Linked DNA regions of Hordeum vulgare: region 2 is linked to region 1. Evidence: chromatin contacts called from public Hi-C data. All regions are on one chromosome and are shown on one strand. Each heading gives the region's core, a stretch centred on a gene start, on an enhancer-like site or on the middle of the called end of the contact. The rest is flanking DNA. Distances are from core to core; before and after follow the strand shown. Region 1 holds the start of LOC123448211 (WEB family protein At5g55860-like). Region 2 holds the start of LOC123448212 (alpha-L-arabinofuranosidase 1-like).

Evidence for each region. A called contact is a pair of places that touch in the nucleus more often than the background predicts.
Region 2: a contact with region 1 is called in a Hi-C map of leaf, with 3 times the contacts expected there. The contact joins the promoter of LOC123448212 here to the promoter of LOC123448211 in region 1. A contact is called at or near these places in 2 of 6 Hi-C or Micro-C datasets (leaf and seedling).

The regions. Positions count from the first base shown.
Region 1 is chr4H:150,161,732-150,168,101 of MorexV3_pseudomolecules_assembly, reverse strand. LOC123448211 (WEB family protein At5g55860-like) reads right to left here and starts at 3,407. Exons shown (of 3, transcript XM_045125035.1): 1 at 3,152-3,407; 2 at 1,962-2,155. The coding sequence starts at 2,126.
Region 2 is chr4H:150,426,362-150,433,024 of MorexV3_pseudomolecules_assembly, reverse strand. It overlaps LOC123448212 (alpha-L-arabinofuranosidase 1-like), which reads left to right and starts at 4,147. Exons shown (of 18, transcript XM_045125036.1): 1 at 4,147-4,454; 2 at 4,994-5,210; 3 at 5,381-5,435; 4 at 5,543-5,739; 5 at 5,975-6,096; 6 at 6,177-6,324. The coding sequence starts at 5,025.

The DNA of each region.
Region 1 (6,370 bases), core at 2,158-4,657:
CTGTGTGGAGGCACGGCTGTGGGCTAAAGCATTTGCGATTGCCCTTCAGGCGTCACTACCGGCTATGATTAGCGCTTAGGGACGTGGCGCGTGTTGTGGTTGTACTTGGTCCACTCTTAGGCTTGCAAATAACTTATTCTCCTATCAAATGCATCAAGACCAAAGTTCTCTACCAAGATACTGAACTTTGTGCTTTACTAAGATAAAGGGTGAGTTAATAGGACAAAGAATGTTCAGGTACAACTAAAGATTCCATCGCACATCATGTCTAGTACAGAAGTTTCTCTTAAGACAAACTGTAACAGCTGCAAAAAATGTCCAAACCTACCACAGATATTAGTAATTAAAGACAAATGACAGTTTCTGTAAATATAATGTTCTGATATACATGTAAAATCACTTTCCCTTGGTTCCTTCCTCGTGTCAAAAAGTGGATGTTGCAACTTTCATAACAGCTGAGTGCTTGCTGAAACTGAACTATAGGCAATAATCTATAAACGTTTATGCAAATGTCAAATGAACATTGGGAACGGGTCAAAAGAAAAGTATATGGCATGCTACAATCTGACGACTTCACTGTCGATACAGAGTATGATCTACACATCGAATCACAGAAACCCTATTAATTTTTAGTTTGGCAATTCAAGCACTAATATAGCTTTTCATCAATGATATCTGCACTTGATTAATATTCTTAGATAGCTGCAGTTGCATACAATGTATACAAAAAAAAGTATGCATGCGGGCCTATCATATAATCTATACCTAATCTATACCTAATAATAAAGCGGCTATTGCTTCCGTCGGAAAACCCACCGCGGTATTTTTATAAAAAAAAAAACCTGTAGTTTTTGTTATTCAACCCGCGCTCCATCATTTATCTGCAACGTAAAAGGAAAAAACGATTCGCTGCAAAAATTATACCCGTACGCATCGCCTCCTCCCGTCAACCTGGGCCACCCTGGCATGTGCCTAGGCTGCCGCCACACCACTCGCCGCCGCTGCCAACCTCAACCGCCACCGCTGCCGATCTCAACCCACCCGCCTCCGCGGCCGTACCTCTCCCCGCACACTGCCCCCGTTGCGGCGCTCGAGCGCATCGCGTCGACCCTGGTCCACCCTGGCCTGTGCCCAGGCCGCTGCCACACCACTCGCCGCCGCGGCCGACCTCAACCACCACTGTTATCGATCTCAACCCACCCGCCTCCGCGGCCGTACCTCTGCCTGCTTGCTGCCCCCTTTTCGGCGCTCGAGCACAGCTTCTGGATCAAATCAACGCGACAACTACAGTGAGTGGGGATGATGCGTCTACTCGATGCAGAACGGCGGCGGCGCGGCGGAGCGAAGTACTTGCAGGTGGAGGCGGGCCTCCATGGCTCACACAGGGAACTCTAAGGTTATGGCGCCGCAACGGCGACTCCTTAATTATGGCCAGATAGAGGCGCCTAACCCTTGCTCCCCTCATCGTATCCCCTCCTCCGGCAGGAACTCATCATCTGGTGAGATCCCCTCCCCATGCCTCCAACCGTGTGCCAAGCACCGGCAAGAAATTTTGTTTTGTGGGGATTTATTTGCTGATGAATGAATGTCTTGAATGTAAGATTGTATTGTTGTAGAGACAGAGAATGGAACACCACCTTCAGTTTGTCATCTGATCCCACATTCTCTACCCCATGAGTGAAATAAGATAACAGTCCATTGATCAATTCACGTAGCCTCTTTGTTTTGCTTTGCTTGTCCTGCTCAATTTCTCATCATGGTGGAATTAACAATGGACGGGTTGATTTCTCAACAAAATAGGATAGGACTGACTACATTAGTTAGTTAGCTTATTATTTTAATAAATCAAAATGATTATAAAAAGATTAAAAGCGTGTGGTATTTTTTTCTCCCGTTGCAACGCACGGGCCCTTTTGCTAGTTTCATATTAAAGCACACAATTTTTGGCTAAAAAATAGTACCTCTGCTTGAGGGGCCTGTGCCTTTCTGGTGGCGGATCTGTCAGAGGAAAACCGGACCTCACCAAACAAACTTACTGCAGCTTTAACAGATTCGAAAGGAGCCCTTGTATCTATTTCTCCAATCTCCGTCTTGTCTGAATCAGCGTGTGGTGATTTTGTCCCCATAATGCCGTTGCCACAATACTGTATGCAGCCTGTGACAGAAAATAGTTGCAGTTACATCAAGTTATATACAATAAAATGGATCGGTTTTACGAAGGGATCCAGTAGATGCTCTGATAACCAACAAGAAAAATAACCTATGATTTAGCAGCTAACTACAGTGCTGATGATCAGTTTTACGATATTTAAGGGACTAAAAACCCTAAGTATGTTTATAAGGTTTCTAAATTTGTCAGCATCTGATTAGAAACAACCGCAACTTTCCTAAAATTAAACCGCAGTGCATTTATTCCTTTTTTCTTAGATCAACCCCATCGAGCACACTCCCTGCACTAGCAATTTCATTACCAAAACATCATTGCTCCATGATTTGTAACTCTTATACAACACCATGTGCCCTCTTAATCTCCTATGCCCCCTACCACACCGTCCCTAGCCCCCTCGTTTGCCTCCACTTGATATAATGCTCATTAAAACCATGAGCTGATAAAAGTGACCCAGCTTTTTACCATGCTGAATACCACAAAATATTAAAAGGTTGCAGCAATAAGTTCAAAGCAATACTTTCGCAATCCATGGCAAAGGTTCTCTTCAGAGACTAAAATAGAGATCGGGTTCGTAAACTATGATGATGGTAACAAGGAATCAGCAACAGAACTGTGGCCGTCGACTCCCAAGATAAATTATTACCCAAATTATGGAAACAGAGAATCCGGCAAAAATGCATATGCAGCCTGCACCCTGAGTTAGTACCCAAGAAATTTCTCGTGAACACTGAACCATACAACTTAGTAATAATTTCTCGCGAATCCAGCAAAAAATAATACGGTAATTTCCTCAACGACATCACTAAGGTAGTTGCAGGCTCGCCGCTACACTAACAAACCAATCGTCGCGATCCAGCACGTAGCTGCGACAAAATTCACGGTCGTATGTGTATTTGCGCCACGCCCACCACGCGACCACGATCATTTGATGGGATAAAATGTACTCAAGCGAGAATATTCGCCAATGCAGGAGGAGGGTACCTGACGCGCCGGTGGCGGTCGGAGGAGCGGTCTGACCAAATTTGAAGAGGGTGCGGTGCTGGAGGTCCTGCTGTGCCGAGGCCGAGACCGCGGACGATGGTGCTAGACGGCCGGGGAGCGAGGTGGCGGTGGCGCGGAGGGGGAGAAGAGATCAGGTCGTCGGAGGGGGAGACGACGGGAGAGAGGGAATGGAGGCAAAGGAGAAAGGTGGGTGGTGCGGTGGCGGGTTTCACGGGGCGTCCGCTCCTGTCTTGATATATTGCAACGAAGCCCCTGCGGCGGCTCTGCTTTCCAAGGGGGGTCCTCTCCGTACCTTGCCAAACGGGTTGTGCTTTTTGGACCGGTCCAGGAGCACGGAGGCCCGACATGCCATGGATCACGCATGACACGGGCTAATCAGACTGTGTCAGATACAAAGCCTGTCTCGAATCGTGTGGTACATAGACCGGCATGACATGCCCGTTTATATTTTCTATTATATATATATATATATATATAAGACATATAAAATAGCTTAACAGATCAAAATCAGTCCAAAAGGTAGCCTAAAAGCTAAAAGATTAGCAGGCCAACGGGCCTGGCGTGTCGACAGACCGACCCGTATAGCTAACGTGTCGTGTGTGGGCCTAGAGGCTGCGCACGTGGGCCGGCACGGCACGACGTTGGGCGTGTCATGCCGGACCCGTTTATAGCGGGCCGTTTTGGGTTGTACCGTGCCGGATCGTTTGGCCAGATATGGTCCTCTCCTCATTTATGTGGTGTTTCTCATGATATGGGCACAATTGGGCTAGGTCTTACGAAATTGGGTGTCGCACTCCAACAATTGGGCTCACTTCATTCACGGAATTGGGTTGGGCCTTGTCAATTCTAAAAAAGTGAAAGCCTTTTGTTAATTAATTTCAAAGATGCCAACATCGTTATTTGGGAGCTCCTACCTCCCGCTTGTTGCAGCAGGAAGTCCCGAACCGCAAAGGGGGACCGCCTCAACTAGGCCAACCCATGAAGATCGCGACCAGGCCAACCAACCCATCTTGCTAGCGACAAGTAGATATGGCCGTAATAAAAAAAAGGATACGCTGCCGAGTTTCAAACCCAGGGTCGGCTGCTTCAGAGCATATGTCTCTTGCCACTCGAGCTAGCGAGCTTTCATGTTTACACAATGATACAAATCCTTAAGAAACTTAAACACCGATCCGAATGTTTTCAAAAAATTTAACCGCAAAACTTTTTTAAGAAAACAAAACATGAATGTTTTATCAAAGAAACTCTAACATTTTTTAAACACACGAATGAATTTTGGAGAAGCGAACATTTTTTTAAAACGGGAACATTTTTTAAACTATCCAAAAAACTAAACATTAACAATATTTCAAAAACAGGAACATTTTCTAAATTCTAAAAGAAAATTGGAAACACGAAAACTTTTGCATGCGAGCATTTTATAAACTCCAAAACAAAATTGAAAACACATTTTTTTTGATTTGCAAACAATTTTTGAAACAGAACATTTTTTCAAAACTCCCTAACGAAATATGAAAACCTGAACGGGGACATTTTTTGGAAATCCAGAACATTTCTTAAAATCCAAATATTTTTTGAAAATCCAGGACATTTTTCAAAAAAGAAAAAAAACATTTTTCAAAATTGAAGATATTTTTTTGAGAGAAATTTGTGAACATTGTTTGAAACCGGAACATTTTTATAAACTCCTAAGAAAATGAAAACGTTAACATTTTTTAAATTTCGGAACAAATTATGAAATTCCCATGAAAATTGGGAAAAGGGAACAAATTTCGAAGCTTTCAACATATTATGTAAAATACTGAACATTTTTTGAAAATCCACAAAATATTTTGAAAATCCCAAACATTTTCTGAAAATCCAGTATATTTTTAAAAAAAGAAAAGACATTTTTCGAATTTAAAGAACATTTTGTCACATCCCTGGATTCCTAACTAGGGTTTAACATTTGTGCTCATATCTTCTTCCATTGCATTCAAGAAGTTGAAACAAAATCAAAGGAAGTGGTGAAACTCAAACCAAAAACCCTAGCCACTTCTATTCAAAGGAAATTCAAATCTTGCCAAAATCAATGAACCCAAAATGGCCTTCTTAAAAGTTCAATATTTCTGATAAATGTTGAAAACAAAATATCAGAGATGAAACTTATATTCAACCTACTTTTGGCATTTTAAATTTAAGTTAAAAACTACTGAAAACAATGATATATTTGAATTCAAAATTATTCAAGTTTTCAAAAATGTTGCAAGCCTCAGGAGAAGTTGGAAATATTCCAACTAACACTCAGGGCTATTCAAACTAATTTTTGAATTGCTTTTGAAGCCAAAATAAATAGCTAATAATATCAGCAAATAAAATAGAAAACAGAAACAGAAGAAAAAGGAAAAACCCTATCCTACGCTCACCTGCAAGGCCCAACCCACAGCGGCAGGGTCGTCTTCTTCCTCTACCTTCTGGTAGAGGAGAGATCGACCACGGCGGCCCCCTCCACCTCCTGCTTCGCCGTGGCGCTCCCCGGTGCCCCCAGGACAGCGCGACAACGGGGATGAGTTTCCCGAGCACTCCCTTATCCTCTCTCTCTCCCCATTCCCCCTCCTCCTCTCGGTTTTCTTCCCCTCTCCTCCTACCGCCATTAGCAGGAGCTTGAGCTCGAGCCAACCGAGCTCTCTGGCCACAGAGAAGCCTTCCCGAGTGCTCCATCCTCTCCGCCTCATCGAGCTCGACGCGCACGCCAAAGGAATCGACCTCCCCAAGCTCTGCAACGCCCCATTGCCGTCGTCTTCAACCTCCGGCCACCGGCAAATCAACGTTGGATCGCCGGCTACAGCACCTCCCCGAGCAGTCTGAGCCCATCTTCATCACCACCGTGAGCTCACGAGCATTTCCCCCTGTTTCCCCTCGTTCTCCTGCACTCTAGCCACGAGACCGACGAGCCCGAGCTCCGGCAGCCGCCTCGGCTCGTTGCCGGCATCCTCCGGCCACCCTCAGCCCCTCCTGATGCCCGTAGTGGATGAGGCCGAGCCTGGGGATCATCCCAGTGCTCTCTACACTCGATTTCGAGCACCACAACAAGTTGTTGTGCATCTCCGGCGAAGATCCGCCGCGGATCTGGTCGCCGCCGGAGGGAACAACGTGGCTGGCCTAATCCATGTTAGTTAGCGCTAATTAGTCACTCACAGTGGGCCCTAGCAGTGGGTC
Region 2 (6,663 bases), core at 2,898-5,397, 260 kb before region 1:
TTCTCAAACTGAGGGAAATACTTACCGCCGCTGTGCTACATCACCCTTTCCTCCTCAAGGGAACACCAACGCAAGGCTCCAAGGCCGCGGGGGAATCCTTTGCATATTTGCCAAAGAAATCCCTATAGGCGTAGCCAGTAGCAATAGTATGAACCAATAGAGCTTGATGAAATGATTCAAACACCAATACTCGCTTTGTGAGGGATATGAACTATCACTATGAATCTTCTTTGTTTATAAGTAGAGAAGATCCATAGCAACGGTTCACATCATTTAGAAAGGATGCAACGATGATCGAATCCTACCACTTTTGGATCGCAGTTATATAAGCCACTTGTGTCGGGGAGGTGTTTTGATTCACGGGTGCATTTGCACCCGAATGAATAGTAACATAAAAAATGTATCAAAATGTTTTAAAAAATTCTGAATTTTTTGTGGGTGTTCTTGTTAGTGACATAAGCACGTGTGATAATTTTCGTGCAAAACGGAGTAGTATTGTTTTGTGGGTGAAGAAAGAACAAATTTGGAGTGGCATTTTGGTGTAACATTTGGTGTTTCATTTGTTTTTTTTGCACATGCCAAAATATTTGACTTTAAAAAAATTCAAGTAGCATTTGGATGTGACAAAGAACACATAAATTTTTTGTTAGTTTTTTTTATATTTCAAAAATCATTTTCCACATACAGGAGCACGTGCTCCCGGGAATCAAAACGCATTTTCGGCTTGTGTCGCTCTTCATACAGCAAGGTGGGACTAAGGGTCTGTTTGGGACTACTCTGCTCCTTAAAATTCAACTCCGCTCTAGAAAACACAAGCCAAACGGGGTAGCTTCACAACATGTCGTTCCGTAAAAAAAATTAAAATGTGGGGTACAACTTCATGTTTTCTGTGAAGCTATTTAGGAGGTGCTTCAAGAAAATGTAGAAGCTAGAGTTGGAAGGAAATTACCCACCACTGGCACCAGTAAGTGGATACCCCTTTGTTTCTCCCTACTCATCCAATCAGATATACCATTTTCATCAAATTTCTCATTCTTGAAGCTGGAGCTACATAGAAACCAAACACTATCATTAAAAGAGTTACATCTTATGTATGAAACTGCTCCAAAGTGTATTAGATGAAGTAAAACTGAATTTTATAAAGTAGAGCAGTCCCAAATAAGCCCTAAACCCCAACCTCACCGGCCCAACATGAATGCTATATATATTTACATTGAAAATCTTAGGTACATCAACTAAATCTTAGGTACATCAAATAATTTATTTGATGTTTAACAACTAGTTGACCTAAAACGGGTTAAACGTTCAAAATAATCGACATACATATGGTTGCATGTATTTAATATTTTATAAATAGGGTTTATGATTGCAAATGATAAAAATTAAGGTCACTCTGTATGTACGTAGGGACCTCGTTTTGAGGCCGAAGATGTTCTAACATGTTCCGTCTCCTTGAGAAAAAGATGCAGCTTTGGACACGTGACAACAAGGAACATGGGGTGCTTGAGCTTTCTTGTGTTGGGCGTTAAGCAAAGACAGCACAATGCCAAGTTGAGCATGTAAACAGCAAACATTTCACACATAGTACGAAAATTAAATTCCTGCGATTAATTTCTACTAACTCCGTATCCTCTCCGCAGACAGAGTACGTATGGCACATCATCAGCTGACAAACAAATCAAGCGTCTTTTCCTCTTGGGCAGGCGGCTAGAAACCCTAGCCGTCTTTAGAAGAGTCCCTTCGCCTCGTTCCTTTGGCGGCTCCCCTCTGCCGTTGACCTCGTCGTCGATGATGAAGAAAATCGTCGGATCTACATGTATGGATCGTATAGTTTTAGGTTAGGTCTTAAAGCATCTCTAATAGAACCCTCAAACCCTTAAATCTAAAACCACTTTTAAGGGTTGAGAATTGGTCATTTTTGACACTTTTAAGACAACAAGGAACATGGGTTTGAGGGTTCTAGTCTTTGCCCCAACCCCAACCCCAACCCTTAAAACTGTCGTTTCATATATCACACATTTCATCATATGACATATCACAAATTCAATCACATTTGACATAAAACAATAATCATTCTAGTTATTATTGCACCATCGAATAAAACAATAATCATTTAAATCATTACAACAATGTTTGAGCAAATTACAATAATTGTTCGAATCAAATAGGACAGCCCACACGGAGACATCATTCTCATGACTAACTTAGAATCACCATTACAGTACCTAAACTAACTATTGGGCAAGGGGAAACGAAAATTCTAGAACTAACCAATCTACTTCATGTTAAATTTTAATCAGAAGAGCAAAACCCATAAAACGTCTGTACAATCAAACAGTCATTCAACAATTTGCACATAATAGAACCTCCCTGTTTAGCCACATGGTTTTTTAACTGTCCAAGTAGCATAGCTTATTCTGAAACAGTTTGCTGCTTAGGAGAAAACAATCAAGCTCGCACAAACGACTGCCAAAGTGAAACTCGGCAAGATAAACACAACTGGTGTCTTCCTGCATTGTAATTACAATCAATGATACTAAGACGAACTAGCAGCAGGGGCGAAACTAGGCATCCGACCCGAACTGAACTCTGTACCTGTAGAGCGAGCAACGAAACGGAGAAGTGGGCGCGGGATCTGGTGATCTGACCTGGGGCGCGAACATCCGCGGCAAGAGGGAGCGGCCGGGACTCCCGGGCGGCGTCGACTTCCCCGGGCGCGGCGGCATCCTCCTCCCTGCCGCTGGCGTTGCCCATGGCCTCCTTCCCTCCTCCTCCTCCTACCCCCGCCCCCGCGGCGGCGAAATCACGGAAGTGCCACTCACTGCGTTGTGGCGCTGCTGTTGCGCGAGGGGGCAAGGAAGACGAGCGAGAAGGAAAGGGAGGGATAGCTGCGCCCGTTTGGGCGACGGCCGGAGCGCGGGGGGCGGCGGGGCGGCGACCGGAGCGCGGAGGGCGGCGGGCTGGCGGCGGCCGCTGTGGATTCCTCCCGCGCGCGGGAACCAACTTCCTCCCGCGCGATGTGGGAAAAGGAGTGCGGGTTGGGGGGAGTTTTTCCTCCCAACCCTCACTTCTACATGTTGGGAAGGGGTTTGAGGGTTGGACCTCTAAATGTTTTTACGGGTTTAAGGGTTTAAGGGTTCTAGTCTACGCCGTTTTTTCGATGAAAACTGTAAAAAAGCGGTTATTTTTAAGGGTTTGAGGGTTTGAGGGTTCTACTAGAGATGCTCTTAGTAGATTTGTTTTTTTGGTTGTTCGTCGTCTTTGCTTTGAAGGCGATGATGACGGCGCTGAATAAAGAATGTTCAGGTTTGTCCCCAATGAGGTAATTAGTGTTATGGTTGGGGATGAATTTAAAAATCAGTCTGTTCAAGTAAGAATGGTGTGATGACGGTGTCATCCTCGTGGTGGACCTGTGTCCTCGGGCTCCGTCATTGTGATGGTGTTTGCCCCAACGCCGTTGTAGAGTTTGAGAGGTAGTCCAGGAGCGGATGTGGATTGTGGTCTACACCAATGACATCTGAAAGACGAAACGTGTGCTAGGTTCGTGGTTGATGGATGACAGGTATGGTTTCCTCCTTCGGCGTCTTAGTCGTGGTGGGGTATCAGATCTGGAGATCGATAACGTGTTCAGGGTGTTGCTCCGGTCTGATTCGTTCAACGACAATTGCTTCACTTTTGATGAGCCACTTTCGAGATCCGCAAACTTGCGTATCAGCGATGGAGCTGCGTTAAGCTCGGATAAGGAGATGATCCGTTATTTTTTTCTTTGTTGGCTACTGTGGTGATGCTGAAGGCATACGATGAACGTTGGTGTAAAGTTTAGCGATGTTCTGTTATCTTTTTAGTTTTGTTATGTCGGTCATTACGTGATTTGTACTTTGTTTTCTATGCTATAAATAAAACACATATTAAAAAAAACCAGGGGACGTAAATAAATTTGTCTCAAGAAAGCGACGTAATTCCATAATATAAAAATGCTTTTAACATTAATGCAGTATTGAAAACGTTTTTATATTATGAAAAGGAGGGAGTAATACTCAATTCAATCATCTGACAGTGGCTCGACAACAACCCCACCCTGTCTTATCGCACCAACGAAATGATTCCTTATTAATTGGATTGGATGTGGGATAAACCCAGCGACGACCTTGTCATACGGTGATACGGATAAAGCGGGGGCCAACGGTCAGCGAGCGAGCGCGCGGCAGCGGGCAACGGACCAACCAACCAACCGCCGAAGCGGCCCACTCCGGCAAGCAACTGGCCGTGGCCTCCGGCGTCCGATCGCCATCCGGAGCCACCCTTCCCTTCAAAGCCACTGCTTCCTCGCCGTGGCGGCTTCGCCTACTTAAGCGCGCGCCTCCGCTGCTCCTGCACTCACTCGCAGGATCCTGACTCCGCCTCCGTCTTCCTCAGCCGCTTGCGCTTGCTGCTGGCTGTGGGTGGGATTCATGGTGAGCAAATTACTAGCCACTCCACCTCTCATCGCAGTATCCCTACTCTCCGCCTTCCGATCTCGGTCGTTCCTGTTTTGGGGTATGCAGGCAGGTCGTTCGATGAAACGCTCGAGGGAGGGGAGTGCCAGTCAGTCAGTCGGTACCTATTTTTGTTAGACCAGTTTGTCACCGCCTCCGTCGGCTCTTAATTACTTTCCGTTTTGAGACGCCCGTGTTAGTTAGCTGCATGATTCGCATACACATAACTCCAGTCGGATAGTGTTTCCATGGCAATGCTTTGAACTCGCTCTCCCCTTTCTTGCCCCCTTTGAGCTTTGGCTGTATTTCCGTTATTCATTTATAGTGGAAAGGGGTTATATGCCCGGTTCAAAAAGAAGGAAAAAAAAAGACTCGAGTCGGATCAAGTAGCTCATCGCCATTGTTTCTCACTACTAGTCGTTATCAGTTTTGTACTTATTTCGATTCCCATTTCCCAGCTAACTCAGTCGACTCTCATAAGTCATAATTTTGATCTCCTTTCGTCATTTGTTTGACAGACACACGGACTACATTAGTGCTCTTTACAAGATGAAGCGTATGGGTTCCAAACAAGTGTTCGTTCCTACCATCGCATGCGTGCTGCTCCTATTCTGCTTTGGATGCAAATGCATAGCATCGGAATTACAAGCGACACAGACGGCCACCCTCAAGGTTGATGCCTCATCACAGCTTGCCCGAAAGATACCAGACACACTGTTTGGGATGTTTTTTGAGGTGAGATACTAGTTTGTCTGCACTATATCAGTTTATGTTTTTTCATGGAGCTTGCCAATAATCCCCGGGGGCAGCTGGGGGCGGAGGCCCCCCTCCCTCCCTCCCCCGACATGGACGTAGCTCCGCCATTGATTATATTCTCCTATTAATTACCTTGGCTAATGTTGTAGGAGATCAACCATGCAGGAGCCGGTGGCATATGGGCAGAACTTGTTAGTAATAGAGGTAATTCATTTTTGTTGGTTGTGGGACACCGGAACATAGAAGTCCTATCGAAATATTCTCCATACCTGGATTTCAGTGAAATCATCGAATGTATTTTTATGCTTCAGGTTTTGAAGCTGGAGGACTCCATACGCCATCAAATATTGACCCATGGTCTATAATTGGCGACGACTCTTCCATATTTGTGGCGACTGATCGTACATCATGTTTCAGTCGAAACATTATCGCTCTTAGGATGGAGGTTCTCTGTGATGACTGCCCAGCCAGTGGTGTTGGCATTTACAACCCTGGGTTCTGGGGCATGGTATGACACAATTTTAAGTTGATTTTATTTGATCGCTTATATCAGCATGAAAATTGTGGTTTGGTGAAGTATATACTGGATATCAATGTATCACATGATAGAGATGTAACCTCATGCAGTTTTGTCTCTTTTTGTCTCCCTTGCAAGGCAGTAGAAGTATTTTTTACCTCCTTCTCCTAACCTTCCAACTCTTCTTATCCAATTTAGTAATTACCTTTACCATTTCATCTTTCAGAACATAGAAGATGGAAAGACCTACAATCTAGTTATGTATGTTAAATCAGCAGAAGCTGCAGAATTGACAGTTTCATTAGCAAGCTCCGATGGGTTGCAGAATCTTGCTTCTGTTACTGTACCGTAAGTATCATTTATCTCAATATCTGGTAAGGAGGAGAACGACAATATTTTCATTAGTTTAACGGATTTTGTTCTTTCAGAGTTGCTGGCACTTCCAACTGGACAAAAGTGGAGCAAAAATTGATTGCTAAAGGGACAAACAGAACCTCAAGACTTCAGATAACATCTAACAAGAAGGGAGTTGTATGGTTTGATCAAGTATCACTCATGCCTTCAGACACGTTCAAGGTACATTATACAGTAATATTCTTGATATTGATATTCACAAGAAACGAAAGAAGGCAGAGATCCAAAGCTTTAGAATACTGAACTACACAACAATTGAAGAGCAAAACTCTGAAGAGGAAGCATTGACTATCGTAGTAAATTTCACCTGGCATCGGCAAAAAACCTCTGCTGACAGAAACATGATGGGTTTCATAGGCCTAGGCATAAGTCATAATAATATTGACACACTATTTACATTTTATTATTCCCCATAAAATCTTAACGTTTGGTTGATCTGATTATCTTGATCATGTTGAAGTTCGTGTGTGGGGCATCCTTGTCTGGCAATTGCGTTTGTGG